Linked DNA regions of Sus scrofa: region 2 is linked to region 1. The links are chromatin contacts, called in public HiChIP or PLAC-seq maps. All regions are on one chromosome and are shown on one strand. Each heading gives the region's core, a stretch centred on a gene start, on an enhancer-like site or on the middle of the called end of the contact. The rest is flanking DNA. Distances are from core to core; before and after follow the strand shown. Region 1 has its middle 180 kb from the start of TM2D1. Region 2 overlaps LOC106507659 (a long non-coding RNA gene).

Region 1 (5,064 bases), core at 947-3,446:
GCTCTGCAAAAGACAATGTCAAAAGAATGAGAAAGCAAGCCACAGACCGGGGGAAAATATTTGCAAAAGAAACATCTGATAAAAGATTCAGAGCTCTGGGTTGGAAAAATCTCATTGGCTTAATTAAAGCCACAGATCTCCAAGGAGGGGATGGGAAGGATTTTCCCTTCAGCGCCCACCTCTGCCATTTGAAAAGCTACTGTGTGGCCAGTCCTGCCCTGGCTTCCTCCCCCCACCCCCACAACCCTGATCCAGGGACCCTATGGGAACTGCAGCTTCCATCAGTATCCCTAGGCTTCAGATAGCAGTGGCGAAGATGAAGGCACTGGTGTTCCCTCCAGAAAAGTATTTCTCAAGACTTTGGCGAAGGGGATGTCCTCTGTGCTCTCCTGGGAGACATAGTTAGGGAGTGAGAGGGTAAGTTGCACATGATAAATTCACTCCAGCATTCCTATCTCTCAGAGTCTGGATTCTTTCCTTTACTTGATATCAAGGAATTTATGACATCTCAACTCTGTTTAGTGTTGGCCACCATTGAGTCCAGATTCCTGTCAACCAACTGAACAAACAACGGTGTCTACTCCCAGCTGTTCGAATTTGCAACAAAATCTGGAGGCTCTGCTCAGTGCATCCATGTCAACGACTTCAATGTGGTCTAAAATTATGTTCTTTTGTCCTTAGTCAAGAGCCTGCAGAATTCATTGCCACACAGATTCCCCAGATCTTTGAAGGTGTAAATTAGCAAAGTTTTGCAAGTTTCTTGTTATATGCCCTCTACTTGCAGGTTTGACTTTTTTACTGCCCACCTCCCCATGGGTATTCTAGCTCTGACCCTAAAGACAAAGGAGAATTGCTGTAATGCAGATCATAAAAACAGACTTCTTTGGAGGTCCCGTGTGGCTCGTCGGCTCAAGGATCTGGTGTTGTCACTGCTGTGGCGTGGGTCATTGCTATTCAGTCACTGGCCCTGGAACTCCCTTATGCTGTGGGCATGGCAAAAAAAATATATATATATAGTATATATTAATATATTATATATATAAATACCTCTACTATCAGTGTAACTCTTTCGAGTAAGGGAGTTAATAGCATCTTTGAGCAAAAAACAAAGAGTCATCAGTAAAGGAGAAGGGCCACCGTGGCTGACGGGGCAGCGTCTGTGAGTTGTCTGAGTCCTTCCTGTTCCTATACCCTCATTCCAAGTCTCAGCCTATCTGTGCTTTAAGTTTCTCTGGAGAGATGTCTCAAAGCTGAGAAGTCCACTGATGGAATTCTACAAACCTCAGATCTTACTTTGAATTTGTTTTCCAGTCTCTCATTTAGCACTGCCATGGTAAGTTCCTCGGTGTTAATATATGTTTTAAATGGAGCATCCGAGGGGTTTAAACTTGTTCCCTTTTGGTAAACTAACCAAGGCCAGTGGAAGCAGCCACATTTTCCTACAGTCCTTGAACTCCTCCGGTCTTGTACAGTGTCCCAGAATAGTGGTCTCAAAGCCTTGCTCTTCTTGAGCCCTTCGTGCAAATGACTACAGATCCCCTTAAGATGTTCAGCTGCCATGAACCAGGGGCTTCCAAATTCCTATCTCTGAATCCTAAAAAAGATGATTGTTGTCATCGACACCCCCCTAAGGCAATATAATCCATCCCAGATTTCTACCTTAAAGCCTTTCCCATCTGAAGAGCCTGCAGCATACTCCTTGGTACAAATCTCTGTACTGGGAAAATGTAAAGAACAGAAACAGAGTCGGACTAATTTTCATAAAAGAAGAATTTGCTGGAAGGTACTGGATAGCTCACGGGTTTGGACAATTATCAGGAACCCAGCAAGGCCAGGCAGCAGGAAACACTGGCCAGGATGTGGCCACAGCCAGTAACAAAGAGAGCCAGTCTCGTCATTCCTCTGGCTCAAGAATCAATCCTCCGGATAGAAACCTTCAGTGAGTGATCACAGGTCACATGCCTCACTCCAGCAGGGGAGAAGGGTAGCAGAAGGAGGGAACACTTCTCCGTCGGGCTTCCATCAAAATCCCAGAAAGGGGTTTGGTTATGGGAAGCCAAAAAAAATGTTGCGCCCCCCCCGCCCCCCGCCGCTTTCTGGGGAAGTTTATAGCTCATAGTGCTGGCAGAGGGGTAGGCAGAGTCATTAGTCACCTCCATTGGCTCACCGAGGTGTTGGCCACTTCTACGTGGTCTTACATCATGAGCCGGTGCAGGTCACCGTGGATTCCACATCCACCCACCAGCAAGAGCTCTGGCCCCATCTTTCTCTGTGCTCTGGAAACTTCCCTCCATCCCTACTGTGCTGTGCTATGGGAAAGTATGGGCCATGACAAGGCTGTTTCCGTAGACAGCTTACTTGGCTGTTTCTACTCTAGGGTAGAAAAAGAGAGAGGGCTCTTGTCTTCCTCAAGTCTGCCTGGAATTTCTGCTGTCTCCTCTCACTTGGCGCTCGACCTAAGGTTCCAGGGGTGGGATGCAGGCATCTCACTATGTACGTGCTCTCTGTGTTTCTTCTGTGAATTTCTTTTTACCTTCTCCAGTCTGGTGAATCTTTTTGTGGTTGCTGATACTGTTTTGTTCTGAAGATGGGATAGTCTGGCTTTATATTCTAAATCCCTAAATCTATGACTTAGACCCTGACTCTCTTTTGTTTTCTTCTTGGCCATCTCTCTTCCAAGATAGAAAACATAGAATATACAAAGCTGTTTGCCAAATCAGGGGAAGATGTATAAGACAATAGGAAATACTGTGAAGAAAAATGAAAATTAAAATACTATAAGTAAGTTAAAAGACTATAAGATATCATGCGACTCTACTGGGTTTGCTCTTCTGTATTTTTAATTTTTCATTTATTAAATCAGGTTATAGTGTAATTTAAAACCAAACTGCTTGCCTTACGAGACAGTGAGCTCTCCATCGTTGGAGGTATTCAAACAGAGACAGGATGGCCATCTGTTAGGAAGGCAGTAAAAGAATGTCCCCGTTAGTGGCAAGTAGAATGAAATGATGTCTACCTTCTATTTCAGAGTTAATGTTTTATGCTTTAATTTACTTTTTATTACATTTCTTATTTGTTCCACAGATCTTTGCATCTTAATGGGACTCTTTTGCGGTCTCTACTAATTATAAAAACTAAAAATGGCCTCCCTGCTTTCTAATAAATCAATCAACATTTTTAATAAACGTGTTCTGAATGCCCAAGATTGGGTATTTCCAGTTCTGTTGGTTCTCCTGGCTTTGATACAGACCTTTCTGTTACAATGGCTGTATTGTTCTTTTCCATTTCTTCTGGCCTTTTCTCCATAAATCTTGTAAGGGGTGGGTGCCTGCTTATTTTTCCTGGGTAAAGAGGAAAAGGTACTGCTTACCTAAGGTTGGGGAACTCATCTTTTAAAACACTGAAGAAGCCCTAGACTTGACGTAAAGGAGTACGTGCTTCAGTTCTAGACACGGCTCTTTCTGAGAAACCAGTCAACCTCTCTGAGCCTCAGTTTCTCATATGCAAAGTGAAGACGGTCCCTTCGTATCAGCTCAATCCAAAAGAAGCCAAGATGACACGTCAGGGGTGGGACAATCTGGATGCTCTCACGGCTTTGTGTCGATTTATCTGCTACTCTGCCTCCTCTTGGCCTCGGCTCCCCTCTCCCTCTCCCTCTCCCTCCCTTTCAGGTAGCAAGAATGACGGCGGTGTTTTCTGGCCTCCCCCTTGTATATTATGTGCTTCAAAGGAGGAAGACTGGTCTCTTGCAGTTGTCATGATTGAAGAAAGGGGAAACTTCTCTCCTGGAAGTCTCAGCAGCTGTCTCCTCACGGTTCACCAGGCAAACTGGATCCCATGTCCCTCCTGACGGATCCTGAGGACCCGGAGTGGGCTGAGCTGAACAACTTAGGCCAATCAGAGACTCCTCTGGGGATGAGGGGGCACTCAGCCCAGGAAGGAGCTGCCTTTCACACGAAGATCTGGGTGCTGTTTTGGGGAGAAATGGGGAAATGGAAGCTGGGGAAGCACCTGCCAATGGCTCCACCCCTATACAACTCTCTAGGTTAAAACAAAAGTCACAAATTGTGGAAACGTCAGTGCCTTGTACCTGTAAAAACGCCAGACTCCAACAAGCAAAGTGGCATCAGGGGACTGATACGATTTCTGATCCTTACCAACCAGTGTGGACAATTTACACAACTTCTTTGAGACTTCATTTCCCCATCTGTAGAATGGGGGTACCAGTTAATAATGGACTTGCTCACAAATATTCATTTATTATAAATCGTTTTTAATTGAATCCATGCTAGACTTGAGTCAACTGTTCTAAAACCAGTTTGGGCTGGGAATTGTGGAGGCCCTGTTGGCAGCCTTGAGAAAACCACCCCTAGGCACATCAATAAGTTTCAAGTAACCATGGCACTGAGATTTCAGAGGGAAGGAATGCTTTGTGAACCAAATTTTTAGCAACATATAGAAAATCATATTCATGTGTGCATAAGTCATCTTGCCCTGAACCCTTAATCTCCATATCTCTGATGCAGAAAGATTAATCTTAGAAAGAATAACTGACAACCCATTGCTTCAGGCTGCAGAGAAAAATGAAAATGTCCTCGGCAAATGTGATTCATATTACAATACTTATGCACATTCTGTGCTATCCAGTCTTGTTCCAATGAAAGGAACTTGGTCCACTATTCTGTTGGAAGATATACATTTTTTTTTTCTTTTTGTGTCCCTCTCAGAATTGTTAGAAGCTAAAAAGAGGCCTGTTACTTGCTCATATAATCTTATCTATGAGCCGGGCATTCCTAGGGAGTTAGTATGGCTCAGTGGGATTTTGTCAGATTATCCTGTTACCAAATTCTGACTCAACTATTGTCTTAGCCTCTGCGAGTTTCATTGTTCTCATTATGGAAGTTGGGGTGATAACAACACCCATCATATGTAAGAAATTAATAAGATAATGCATGTTAAATGCATTAAAAAGAGCCTAATATGTAATAGACATTAGATAGCACTGTTTCGGGATTTCTGAGAAAGAAGAACTCTATATTGGGAAAATACAGTAGGGTTGATGCT
Region 2 (5,064 bases), core at 1,226-3,725, 450 kb before region 1:
TAGAAGGGGTGTGCGCTTGTGATGGGTGATGGAGAGGGTGGCAATCCCCACAAGGGAAAAGAAGAAGGCAAGCAGGTGGTGTGAAAGGCTATGCACCCTCTTCTATTGACTTATTTGTTTAGGAGATTGTGTTAATCAGATTGACAAAGTGGAGTCGAGAGCTCACGCTAGTGCTTGGAACGCTGAACTTTTTTTCCTGCGCTTTCAGCAAGACATTGGCTGATGGAGAACTTAACCCCGAGCCTGCAAGTCCCCACCCCGCCCTCAACTAAGGGTTGGATGTCACCCCTGGCACCCCAGGTCTGCCAGTCCTATTTGGAGCAGTCTCTTCACTGACTCCTGGTAGAATAGTTAGTGCACCTGGGGCTTCAGGTGCCACAGGAGAAAAGAAGGGGGACCTAAGTTTCCAACAAGTAGTGACCTAAGCCTGCCAGCGCCCACCTTGTTCTGGAAACACCTAATCTCTACTTCCTCTATAAAGCTTTACTGCAGCTTGCCTTCAATCCCAAATTGCAAACACAAGCAGGATTGCTCCCTTGAGCATTCCGTGCCTGTGACCCTGCCTAAAGCCTGGTTCAAGTCTGCAGTCTGGGGGTCGTTAAGAGAGGAGAGAAAGTCAGGATGTCACTTTTCCTCTTTAAACTGATAATGACACAAAGGGAGCATGCCAGAGATTTGTGATCATTTTGACTCCATAATTCAATGACAGAGACTAGGCCTGAGGTAACAAATTGTGTAGGAAAGAAAGTATCACAACAGGAACAGGCAGGAACTAACTGATGCCTTGGAAATTTCTCTCCAAAGAAAACCTTGGCTTCCTCCCACCCGAATAGTTAACACACACATAAAAAGTATGTACTCAACATATAGAGCCAGTATTACACATGTGCATTGATCCGATCAAGTGGAGAATTCTCCAATTTCATAACTATTGAATGTATGTATGGGAATGGAGTTTTGGTAGAGGATGTTCTGGCCTATTCTTAATAATAATAAAGACTGCTGGAGCTCCTTGCTTTAAGCCGACATCATAAAAGCCAGATAAAATAAAGTGCTCAGAGGCGTTAGTCGAAATCCAGGAGCAGTTCAAAGATCCCTCTATTATATGTGACATTGCTCTCCCCGTGTTTTCACTGGAGTAATAATAACCTCTAACATTTATTGAGCTGTTTGTTACATGTGCCATGCTCTGCTCCAAGCACTTTAATATGATAACTCATTTGTTCTGACAACAGCCCTGCGAATGAGTTGCAATTGTAATCTTCCTTATATAAATGTGGGAAACTGAGGCAGAACTAAATTAAATAGTTTTTCTATAGTTACTCAGCTAGTGCATATCAAAACCAGCTAGTAGTTTGGTTCTGGCACCCATACTCCTGACCATTTACTGCACAGTTAAGAGAAGTGTCAAACAGTGGTCTCTGACTATAACCCTGCTTGGAAATGTTTTCTGAAAAAGTAGACAAGGAGTAATGAATCCCATTAATTTGGTCAATCTTAACAGTGAGTCTGGCACAGGAGAACTCTTACCCACTTAAAAAACCTCATATTCTCTGAATTATCTAAGTAATTTAATGCATTTCACAAACATTTTAAACAATACTGAAAATCGTTTCAATCCCAAAATCCTTTTGGCTGGTCCTTGAAAATAGTCTCTACCCACCCCCAATATAATTACAAGATTACATTATCATTCTCAAGGAGTAATTATCATATGCTATATATACTTCAGAGCTGGGACAATAGCAGCATTTAATATAGACACAATCTTTATTGTTAAGGACTCCAGCATACCGGACTCATCACTTTCATTACCATCAGTTTAAACAGATGCCACCTGAAGAATGTGACCTCTTTTTCTCTCTACATTAAAATCTCTTCCCCAAGCCCCATCGTCATTCCCTCCTAGATAGAGTCATGGTGTGTGTGTGAAAGACAGACAGACAGACAGACTGAAAGAAAGAGAGAGAAAATCATTGACCCTCTGCAATTTTATGGATGAGAAAAGAAAGCCATAGAATGAAACCTGCCCAAGATTACAGATGAGCCTGGGACCCAGGACTCCACTCTCAGCTCAGCCCTCCCAACCCAAATTCACCCTTAGAGTTCATAAACGTATTTAGACTGAGAGTACACTTAAAAAAAAAAAATAGTTTAAACAACCCTTTTTTTGACCCAAGATATATAAAGAAGGGGCTGTCTTACGCCTTTCTTCCTTTCAGATGTGTTCCTGGAATGTCTTCACCAGATGTTTACCCAAGAAATTACAGTCCCAGAGTCTTCAACATGTGCGTGCGTTTTCAAAGCAGCATTTTAGATCTGAACCTAATTAATGATTTTCTTTTCTTTCTTTTATTAAAAAAAAGGGGGGGGTGGATTAGTTTTGCCTGCAAGTGATCCGAGTCTTTACCGAGTCTGCGTTAACGTCACTCACTTTCACTCTGGGACGTGCTAGTCTCACAGTCTAGTTTTGTTCAGACTTTATTCTGCTCCAAGCTGCATTACAAGCCACTTGTCCATGCTGCAAAAGGTGGGGTTAGCGTTTGGGGTGACGAGCTCTTTTGCTCTTTTTTTCCCTTTCCTATACGTGAAGCAATCTGGAATCATTCCACTTGGCCCTGCGCGCAGCGTGCACACACACACACGCACACACGTGTACCATGCATGTGTGGGCGCCTATAGAACTGTGTAGACGCGCGTTTGTGATTTAAAGTGACAGGACCAAGAGCCAGACTGAAGCAGTGAATTATTTTACGTGATAAATCAGCCCGATCGTCTGCGCACTGTACTGGCATTATTCACCCGAGTGCTCGGCGGTTACTGCGGACGTGCACTGCGGCAAAAACGTCCTCGGAGCCGCTAATTTTGTGGCCACTGCGGCGGCGGCGGCGGCGGAGGCGGAGTGGGGGCGCGAGCACGGATTGATTTTTCAAGATCACGTCTCCATCAGTGCGGTCACCAAATCGAATCCAGTTGACTCCAGAAGCCTCATTGGAAGCATGTGGATTGGGTTTTGTACCTGAGATTGTTAAAATACTTTTTTTTTTTTTTTTTTTTTTTTTTTTTTTTTCCTTTTGAGAGAGGAGCTGAGCTGTTGGTGCAGGGAGATATACCTTTTCTGGTTTATTTTCCTTTTACGTTAAACAAAAAGGAAAAGAAAGAAAATGGCTACCACCTCTTCCTGAGCACTGAGGAGGCCAGACCTTTGCGAACCGGGAGACGGTGCTTGAAACCCTTTTTCTTCCCTGTATCTCTCCCGCACCCCTCACCCCCAACCTTCTACTGTCAGCTCTGCTACAGCCCAAGGAGAAAAATGGTCATAGGCACTTGTGTCGGTCATTTGCCCTCAGTCTTGCTCTTTTCTTAGGACAAGTAGTTACCAGTTTTTCCCCTTCTTTTTACAAACTGGTCCTTTTCATCTGGTTTCCAAATCCTTTTGCTAAAAATGGGTCCGGGACATTTGATTTGTCTTTTTAAACACCCAGCGTTGCAGCGGTGAACAGCAGCAGGCGTGGGGTGGGGGCATTCTCCTTACTGGAGATGACCTGGGGCAGACACAACCCAGTGGGTGCACACACCTCTGGCGGGGGAAGGGGTAGGCTGATTAACAAATTAGTTACCAAATGTGTATTGATGCCTGCGAGTTTTTAAAAAGCACATCCAGAATTTCACTTTCACGTGTGCCTGATTGTATTGCTCTTCTCTCTAGCCGAGCATATGGATCTTACTAATCATTGACATTTAAAATGTGGTATTCCAAAGACTTGGGAGACAGCTTTGGATTCTCACTTTGTTTGCATGATAAAACCTGAGTGTCTTTCAAGAGGGTAGGAAACCTTTCGCATTGGTGAATCTGGCATTGACATATTTATCCCAGACTTTTACTTCTCCCCAAGCTGCCTACCAAGCTATGGTGGTATTTGCCAAATTGGGAAGATAATTGCAGTATCGATGTGTGAGTAATGACACAGTGTTGCATAATAATAATTTAAGCAACTGTGTTTTTGTTTACGGTGATGTAACTTTCCCAGAGTTTGTTTGTAGCTTTAAAGGGTTTAAGTGCGAGCAGATTGCTCTTGAGCAGCTGCCCTGAAGAAAGTGAGCTTGATTCAGCTCTCCGGTTTAGGGATCTGCAGTCCCCATCTTTATCTGCAGTCCCAACCTGGAGGTCCCAGGAGCTGAGTGGAAGGAGCTGATGACTTGGCTTTACCTGATAAAGCCTGCCTGAATTGTTCATGACATGGAAGAATACTCCTGTTCAAGGCAAATTAAAAAGCCAGAGGCAGCAGTACTGTGAAAAGCCAGCTCAGTTAAATGGGCAGCATATAACATAGCTGAAATACAGCTCTTTAATGAGTGTGTCTCAAGTGGTAAAAATGAGTGCAAATGAATTCAAAACCAACCACCCCATTTGCTCCAACATTTCAAACATACTGAGACTGTCATGTGTTCAGGCTGCTGTTTCATAGCCCATGATGTGTAGACAGTGTACATTTTCCATGTTATAATGACTTGGAGATAGACAAGTATTTTAATTCGGTCGTTAGAGTAGAGACAAGTGAAAATCAGTTATACATCTAGGTCCACAGCAAGGCGGCCTACAAACTCATAGGAAACCCACACTTTCCAGGCACCAATATGTCCACTGTCCTTTTTCTTAAAGACCCAGATTCCAGGGCCGCAGACTTGGGCATGAATCTGATTTATAACTATAAAAGTGACACACCAAGATCTATTAATTTACACTCAGACATAAGAAAAGTAACAAATGAAGAAGTCTTTGTTGGCCGTAAGGCATGCCTGTAAACTTGGGAAACGCTTCCCTATAGTTGATCTGAATTAATACTTTTTTGTGATATCAATGAGTTGCCATTATAGAGATCATATTCAGGCAGGTGATTTAGCTTTTTAAAATGTTTGTGGTATCAAAGTTGTGTGTTTCGTTTTTTAAAGGGGAAAACCCACAAACTGAGCTTTCTTATTATAGGAAGAGTTTAGTAAAATTCTTAATATGTTGCTGCTTTAGAACTAAAGCGAACAGGCATTTCATTTGATGATATTAAT

What was found. HiChIP or PLAC-seq counts read pairs in DNA pulled down with a chosen protein or histone mark.
Region 2: an H3K27ac HiChIP or PLAC-seq map of skeletal muscle shows a contact between it and region 1. The contact joins two enhancer-like sites. A contact is called at or near these places in 1 of 47 Hi-C or Micro-C datasets (heart right ventricle) and 1 of 2 datasets of contacts at active chromatin or transcription factors (skeletal muscle).

What each region holds. Positions count from the first base shown.
Region 1 is chr6:150,797,238-150,802,301 of Sscrofa11.1, reverse strand. No RefSeq gene overlaps it. Among named protein-coding and RNA genes, the nearest start is that of TM2D1, 180 kb to the right of the region's middle. Within about 2 kb of position 2,196, at least 8 of the 83 cell types and tissues checked have an H3K27ac peak or open chromatin away from gene starts, as enhancers often do. A contact at or near this core is called in skeletal muscle, where this site is marked.
Region 2 is chr6:151,242,687-151,247,750 of Sscrofa11.1, reverse strand. LOC106507659 (a long non-coding RNA gene) reads right to left here. Exons shown (of 2, transcript XR_002345466.1): 1 at 2,206-5,064. Among named protein-coding and RNA genes, the nearest start is that of NFIA, 15 kb to the right of the region's middle. Within about 2 kb of position 2,475, at least 31 of the 83 cell types and tissues checked have an H3K27ac peak or open chromatin away from gene starts, as enhancers often do. A contact at or near this core is called in skeletal muscle, where this site is marked.